2 separate regions of the Capsicum annuum genome follow, and region 2 is linked to region 1. The links are chromatin contacts, called in public Hi-C maps. All regions are on one chromosome and are shown on one strand. Each heading gives the region's core, a stretch centred on a gene start, on an enhancer-like site or on the middle of the called end of the contact. The rest is flanking DNA. Distances are from core to core; before and after follow the strand shown.

What was found. Hi-C and Micro-C count contacts between places; a contact is called where the count stands out from the background.
Region 2: a Hi-C map of leaf shows a contact between it and region 1, with 2.4 times the contacts expected there. The contact joins two enhancer-like sites. A contact is called at or near these places in 2 of 5 Hi-C or Micro-C datasets (leaf and placenta).

The regions. Positions count from the first base shown.
Region 1 is chr4:132,464,629-132,468,860 of UCD10Xv1.1, forward strand. No RefSeq gene overlaps it. Among protein-coding and RNA genes, the nearest start is that of LOC124897986, 160 kb to the left of the region's middle. Within about 2 kb of position 2,068, at least 3 of the 5 cell types and tissues checked have an H3K27ac peak or open chromatin away from gene starts, as enhancers often do.
Region 2 is chr4:132,532,440-132,536,671 of UCD10Xv1.1, forward strand. No RefSeq gene overlaps it. Among protein-coding and RNA genes, the nearest start is that of LOC107869683, 130 kb to the right of the region's middle. Within about 2 kb of position 2,027, at least 1 of the 5 cell types and tissues checked has an H3K27ac peak or open chromatin away from gene starts, as enhancers often do.

The sequences.
Region 1 (4,232 bases), core at 818-3,317:
TCACACGATAAAAGTTAATTTAGCAATAGTAACCTCAGCTTGTAGCCGTAATAAATTATTTCAAACAAAATATTATAATTAATCAATATTTCTACTTCAGGGTATTAAGAAATGTGAAAATAATTAAATGTGGACATAGTTAATTTTTATTTAGAGTACTAAGAAACTATGACAATGGTTAGTTTAATAGCTATAATGAGTGATTATTTTGGGTTGAGGGTCAACATTTATGAACTCTATAATTTTTATAATGTGTTAATATCTATCACGTCTAAAGAATTTTTAATATACACAATCGTTGTAGAAATATTTTTTAATTATATTTTAAAACTATTTATATATGTTCAATTTTTTTAAACATAAAAATAAAATTACTTAGTTAAAGTTCATATTAATAACAAATATAATTAATGATTCAAAAGTTAATAATTGTATATTTTTAATTCACCCGTTAACAAATATAATAATTAAAGTACGTAGGATCACAAGACTATAACATTAATATAATGTGTGACTTTCTTGAATTGATGTTTAACCAATATCGACTTTTTTTGAACTATATGATTTTTATTTTGTGTCGATATCATGTCTAAAGTAATTTGAGCTTTGACTATCGCTATTGAAATATTTTAAACTATATTTTTTAAAAAAACTATTCAAATATGTAGTTTAAATTTGTATAAACATAAAAATTAATATAGTTCCTTAATTAGAAGTCATATATATTAATAAAAATATAAATAATGGTTTCTAAGTTATCAAATCGGCGTAACATAGTGACGCAAGACTACAATATCAATGTGTGACTCTCTTAGGTTATTGTTAATCAAAGTCGACACGCTTATGAACTATATGATTTTTATAACTTGTCAATGTCTACCACGTCTAAAGTGATTTAAGTTTTTATTATTTTTATTAAAATATTGTCATATTATATTAAAAATTATTTAACTATGCAAACTTTTAATTTTAAAAATCGTAAATATTTTTTATTCTTTTCTTTATGTATTTTTCTTATCATGTATATATAATTTAAGTGTAAGATTAATATAGGGTAATTTTTTTTGCCAACTAAGAAATTTTTTATGCAAAAAGTAAGTGACGGAGAAAAGAAAATTTTTATGCAAAATTTTTAAATGTTATGTTGACTTTTTTCTGCTCTACTTCTAAAAATAGATAGAAAATATTTGAAATGAAAAAAAAATCATTTGAATTACCATGAGAAAAATTATAGCATAATTAAAATTATACAACTGAATTCATAAAAAAATAATTAACTTTTTGTGTTGGAAATTTTGATAATTGCTTATTTTATGTAATACTAAACTACGAATCAGATTTCAACAAAAATAAAAAACTAAAAGTTATTCAAAATATTGATAGGTTTTAAGATATATATCTATATCTCCTATTTATCTATATAAACTAAAGAGATTTAAAATTTAAAATTAAAGATTAAAAAAATAAGAATTATTTATATGATAAAACGTATAATTATAATACTACTTTGGTCACACTGATTTTTGATATATGAGAATATAATTAATTAATTTTATATTATTATTTTTATCCTAGACTATTCTTTTCAAGCAATAAGTACTATGCAATCATATTTATGAAAATTATGTTAAATTGTCCATTCTCATGTATTGGGATAGTTTCCAATGTATTGGGAAAGAGTAATAAAACAAGTAATGAAAGAATTTTAAATTTAAGATGAAAGGGGCAAAAATGTTCAAAAGAAAGCTAATTTACTGTGTGAATAAAATTTATTATTATTATGGCCAAATTTTGTGGCCAAATGAATTTTCCCTTTTCTTTTTGGTAGGAAAAGTCAATTTTTCATTTCTTTTTTCCCGAAAACAATAATTGATTGTGAATCAATAATAGAGGAAGGAAAAGGTTGCTAAAGAGGCTGGAGTGGGATTCATGTGAAAGATAAACTTTTATACTTGAAACTTTACAAAGATTGAAGTGGTTTCCAGGCAATATATACATTAGATTCCAAGACAGTCTTCTCCTTTTTAAATTTAACACTTCTATCTTCTATGTATAATAACTAACTCACCTGTTCAACTCCCGTGGACCAATCTTTTTAAATAAAGAGAAATTGCCTTTCTTTTCCTTCCCTCATTGAGAACTTCTTAATTTGAAAAAAGACCAACACAGAGAATCTTGGAGGGATATGATAAATCATTTCAGCATATACTATTTACAATGTTTGACTGAACGTAGGGGCGTCAAATGAACGAATAGATTGAATTTGAATGAGTTAAAAGAAAATTTGACATTTCATAACAATCATACTCAACGAATAAATTGAATTTGAACGAGTTAAAAGAAAATTTGACATTTCATAACAATCATACTCAACGAATAAATTGAATTTGAATGAGTTAAAAAAAAATTTGACATTTCATAACAATCATACTCAGTAAACAACATAAAATAGCACAAACTTTTTATTATTAGCACAAGATAGCCCATAGACGTTACCAACAAATCACGAGCGCTGTCCACTAAAATAACAAGAAACTAGCTTGAAATTAAGCGAGTGAATGAGATCCCAAAAATATTTTCCGCAATATGTAAAGAAATGCTTAGAAGACACGTGTAAGCCAATTCCCATCATCGTAATCATAATTCACTCTATTCCATCAAGTTCGAACCTAACCAAAGGATCGTTCCTTCTTCCTTCTCTTTCACATTGTTCATGGGCTCCCTCCCACCCCACCTCCATTCCTTTATTGATGCTTGGTTCGAATTTTTACATCTGGTGCAATTGTAATTTATTCATTTGGGTAATAATCCGTTTAAATATAAATTTTGGAGATTCTTGGAGAATGATTTGAAGTAGGTTGGAGCTGATATTCAGATAAAAACTTGAGGTTCGAAACGACATCATCTACCATGCATATACCTTATATATTCCTTGTGTATTCATGTATATCTTCCACATATATCAATGTATTTCTTGTATATCAGTATATTGGTGTATATATATGAATAAATTTGTGTGATATAACCGAATATACACTACATTTTCGTTATGAGTTTTTCCATGTCGAATTTAGCTATATTTTAAGTCCAAAGATGTACAAATCACCCAATATATCCTTAGGAGTTTTTTTATGCCACATTGTCTAGGTTTGCTATGAATTCCAACCATATTGACTCAACAAAATACTAACAATAATCGTCTAATGGAGAAAAATTTATGGAGATGCATGGAATGTAAAGATGTACATGTGGCATACATTAGAGTGATTAAGGATATATAAAATGGAGTCAAGACATAAGAGAGGAAACTCTGAACACTTTCAAGTCAATATAAGGTTGCATCAGGGATAAACTCATAGTCCACCTTATATGCATTGGTGAAAGATGAATAAACAAGGCATATTTAATAGAAGGTTTCATGGTGTATGTTATTTGCATATGATATCATATTAATTGACGACACATGGTGAAGTTAACGGTAGGCTGAAAGTTTGGAGATTGATCTTTGATTTTAGATCTTTCAGGTTAAGCAGGACTAAGATAAAGTACATAGAATGCAAGTTATGTGATGCAATGCATGAGACAGATATGAAAGTGAATATTGATTCACGAATCATACCCAAGAGAGGAAGCTTCGAGTAATTTGGGCTATAATTTAAGAAAATGGAGAGATTGACCTGATGATACACATTATATTGGAGCGAGATGGATGAAATAAAAACTAGCATCTGATGTCCTATGTGATAAGAAGGTGCCTATAAGACATAAAGGTAAGTTTTTTAGAGTAATTATTGGATTGCCTTTGTTGTAGCAGATAGAGTGTTGACCAGTCAAGAACTCACACGTCTATAAAATGATGTAGTAAAAATGAAAATGATTAAATAAATGTGTGGATATACTAGGAGACAATATCGGGAATGAGGATATATGGAAATAGTAGGAGCAACGTCGGTGGTGGATAATATGCTGAAAGTGAGGTTGCGATGATTCGAGCATGTGAAGAGTAGAAACATAGATGCTCCAATTAGGGGTGTTCAAATGAGACTGAAAAATCAATTCGAAAGTTAGAATTTTTGTCCTGATTTTCTTACCTAATTTGATTTTTAAGTTTCTATTGAAGGAAGGTAAAAGTAGTACCATGATTGCTTTTACTTTTCCCGAAGAAAAATATAATTCTCTTCCATATTTGACTAACCTATTTCTTAGAGAAAATGTTTGTAACTGTATAAATT
Region 2 (4,232 bases), core at 777-3,276, 68 kb after region 1:
AGCCAAAAAGAGGAGATTTGTCAGGGGTTTTGTCCATATTTTCTTATCTAATTTGAATATTTAGTTTCCATTGAAGGAAAGTAAAAGTATTACCATATTTTATTTTTTACTTTTCCCAGAAGAAAAATATAATTCTCTTCCATAATTGGATAACCTCTTTCTTAAAGGAAACATTTTGTAACTTTATAAATTGAATTCGCTTCTAATACCAACAACAGAATAACATCCACGGTATAGTCTTTAAAGTGTCTTGTTTAGGGGGAGATTTCTTCCTATAGATTTATGTCTTTTTTAATACTAGTTTTTAATATGTAGGTTGCTTGATCAAATCATATTAATAATATATTTTTTAGTATATTTTTTTCATCGTCTAAATTATCGTCTCTATGGTTTGTAAACTATTAGCTTTTGCATGACGCCCTCTCGATTTCGAATCCAACACTGAACTGATAAATCGAGTCAAACCAACTTAATATACTGAAAACTAACTTGATTTGATTTTAAAGTTTTAAAAACTGATAACATTTGCTTTTGTTTGGTATTGATTTGAAAAAGATCGAAACCAAACCGAGCCAAACTGAAAATAAGAACATATTTAAAATTAATATTTATCAGTCAATAATTAAATTTTATCTCTTTCTTCATAATTTTGTTCATTTCAAGTCCAACAATTATTCAAATAATTAAAATAAAAAGTTGGTCCATCTGGTCTCCCTAATCCATTTAAGTTTAAGGTACAAAAATTGTCTTATTAAAACTAGCGAGCTGCTATTTTGTGGAATTATAGGTGCCTTAGCAGCTTAATGAACGGTTGAGTACTATATCCTATATATTCGTTGCTTTGTGAGTCCCTCTACAGCATGAATTGCGTGAAGTTCTCGTGATGTGCGTTTCAATTTTCCAATTGAATATTGTTGTCTTGAAGTCTCCACTATCTTCTGCATGCATATTGCTTTGCTAAAAATACATTCTTAAAACCCGCAAAAACCAAACTGATAGGACTGACAAAATCGAGATCGATCGAATTTATACTATATCCTATATATTCGTTGCTTTGTGAGTCCCTCTACAGCATGAATTGCGTGAAGTTCTCGTGATGTGCGTTTCAATTTTCCAATTGAATATTGTTGTCTTGAAGTCTCCACTATCTTCTGCATGCATATTGCTTTGCTAAAAATATATTCTTAAAACCCGCAAAAACCAAACTGATAGGACTGACAAAATCGAGATCGATCGAATTTATATTATAATTATTTGGTTTGGTTTGAATATAGAAAAAAGCATTTTGTTGTTTTGATTTGGTTTTAACCAAAATCGAGTTAAATCGGACCTTGAACACCCCTAGCTTCAGTAAAGAGATGTGGAGAGGTTGGCAGTAATAGATCAATAGAGAGGTAGAGCTGGTAGAGCCATGAAAAATTAGGGAGAGGTAATTAGATAAGGTGTGGAAGTGAAACATCTCCATGAAAAATTAGGGAGAGGTAATTAGATAAGGTGTGGAAGTGAAACATCTCCGGCTCATTGAAAACATATGACCCTAAATAAGAAAGCACATGAAAATCAAAAATTAAAATAAAAGATTAATAATTGGTCGATTATTTTATCCCTTTTCCGAGAAGAGCATGGTTTAGGGTAGAGCACATTATTTGTCTCTCTTCTCCTTACCAATATCAGATTACAATCTACCGTTATCTTTGAGATTGTTTACTACCGTAGTCGTCTTTTTTAGTTTGACCATCTTGACTCTTTTTCTGTCAATATTCTTCTTTATTTGCATTTTAACTTATTTTAATCTAAGTAACTTTTGAATGGATCAATAATTCACTTATTTATTAACTAAATTTATTTTTAATTTATTTAAAATTTAATTAAATCCACTCACACCTCTAATGCCAATAAAAAAACTGTAAGGATAAATTAAGGGTGCATATAACATTTCAATTTAATTATACATGAGGACAAAGTAGTGGTTTCGTCACTCCTTATGGATGTTGTGGATATGAAGAGGAGGAAAGGAAGGCGAAAATGCTATAGCGTATGGAATAATTGTGATCACCATCAGCTCCTCTATCTCTATATATTCTATACTAGTTACTTGCACGGGCCCAATAAATACTTTTTAAAAATTTATTTTAATTATTGTGATTTATAGTATTGTTTTAAAATATATAATATATTATCTTTTTAGATATTTTAAGTTATTAACTATTGTAAGTTATAATATGTTTTATGTAATTTTCAAATAATATATATTGTTTTCGTTGTCCAAATTTTTGTAGCACTGATAGTCAATTACATTTTTAAAAATAATTTAAGTTTTAAATTATTGTGATGTCTAGTATTTTTTTCTTCTATTCCAATTTAAGTGTCATAATTTTTAGATGAACATAATAATTAATTATGGGTGATATAGTAAAGTTATGATTGAAGCAGCGAAACAGACATGTCTTAATGACTCACAAAAACTAATTAGAAGTAATGTAACAAAATTACAATAAAAAATACTTGTGAATTTTTTTTTGAAGTGGACCTTGTATAAGACGTCAAGTTAATTTAAAACATGAAGAGTTAATTTATCATTTTATATCTATTTTACCTTTTTTTATCAAATATTATTAATTGACAAAATACGTAAATGGTCATAATCATTAATTAGGAGTGACATAGTAAAATCACGATTGAAACAGCGAAGCAGACATGTCTAATTAGAAGTGATATAACAAAATTACTATACAAAAATACTTGCGGGAAAAAAATTAAATGGGCTTCATATAAAACGTCAAGTAAATTTAATATTAAATATTATTAATTTTTTAATACTTAGATGACTTTGTAATAATTTTTTAATATTAATTTTTTATTATGTAGATGACTTATAATAATTGACTATGCGTGATATAGTCAAATTATGGGTGAAGCGGCTTATGAAATAAGTAGAAGAAGCAGACATATTGACGGAGACAATTGAAGCAGTTGAAGTAGAAATGTCATAAATACCTATTTTATTTTTTTATTAAATATTATTAATTTTTAATATGTAAATAACTTATTATAATTGATTAGGGATGATATAATAAAATCAAGTACTAATTAAAAGTGATATAGCAAAATTACTATAAAAAATATTTGTGAATTATTTTTAAGTGGACCTCATATAAGTCGTCAACTTCATTTAAAATATCAATAGTTAATTTATCATTTCATATTATTTTTTACCTTTTCTATCAAATATATATTTTTTAATACTCAGATGACACAGAATAATTAATTAAGAGTGATATTTAATGAAGCTAGGATTGAAGTAGCTGAAGCAAACACGTCATAAATGTCTATTATACTTTTTTATTAAATATTATTAATTTTTTAATACATAAATGACCTATAATAATTAATTAAAGGTGATATAGTAAAATCACGAAGCAAGCAGCTGAAGAAGAAGCAGGCATGTTGACGGAGAGCTGCCTGCTTCTCCCGCCCTTTCCCTCTTATTAGACAGTAATATTGTCTCTTTCTAGCTGTACAGTAGTATCTTGACGAGACGATCCAAATGCGGATCACTAGATTTTAGATACTACTTTTACACACACTGTGGAAAATTAAAATGACAAAAATTTACATATACTCTCATTAGAATATCTATAACTAACTTCCTAGTCTAAGTTTCAAGATTTCTAACTTATAGACAAAATAAGTGGCAGTTACATAGATATATATACAAAAAAGAAGGAAAAGTCCATAACAACAAATAGAGATAAAAAAAAATTAATGCAATAAACTTCCTTAATCTTCTCGAACTTTTCACTTATTTCTCTGGTATAACAGATCAGTTAATATGAATTTATGCGTTAATCACATCCTGAAAAGTTGTTTTTTAAAAAAAAAAATTGTGATTTACAGGAGGAGAAAATCAACACCAAATTGCTTACAGGTAATTAGTTCATACAAAATTCTGGTAAATACAATTTATAAAAATTCTTTTTTTATTTTAATTTATTTACTGAAATCCTTTTTTGAATGTAATACGTAATACAAAATTGATTCATTTTCAACATAACAAAAATCGATTCTATTATTGATTTGAATTTGATTCTAAAAGCGAATACACAATACAAACTTCAATCAGTTTCAAACTGTCAATTTTTGTAATTAGTGATAATTTTTGTATACAACAATTTCAATTGTAGTTTTGAGTTTCAACTTTCATAATCAGTTTTTATTTTCGTAATTTTAGG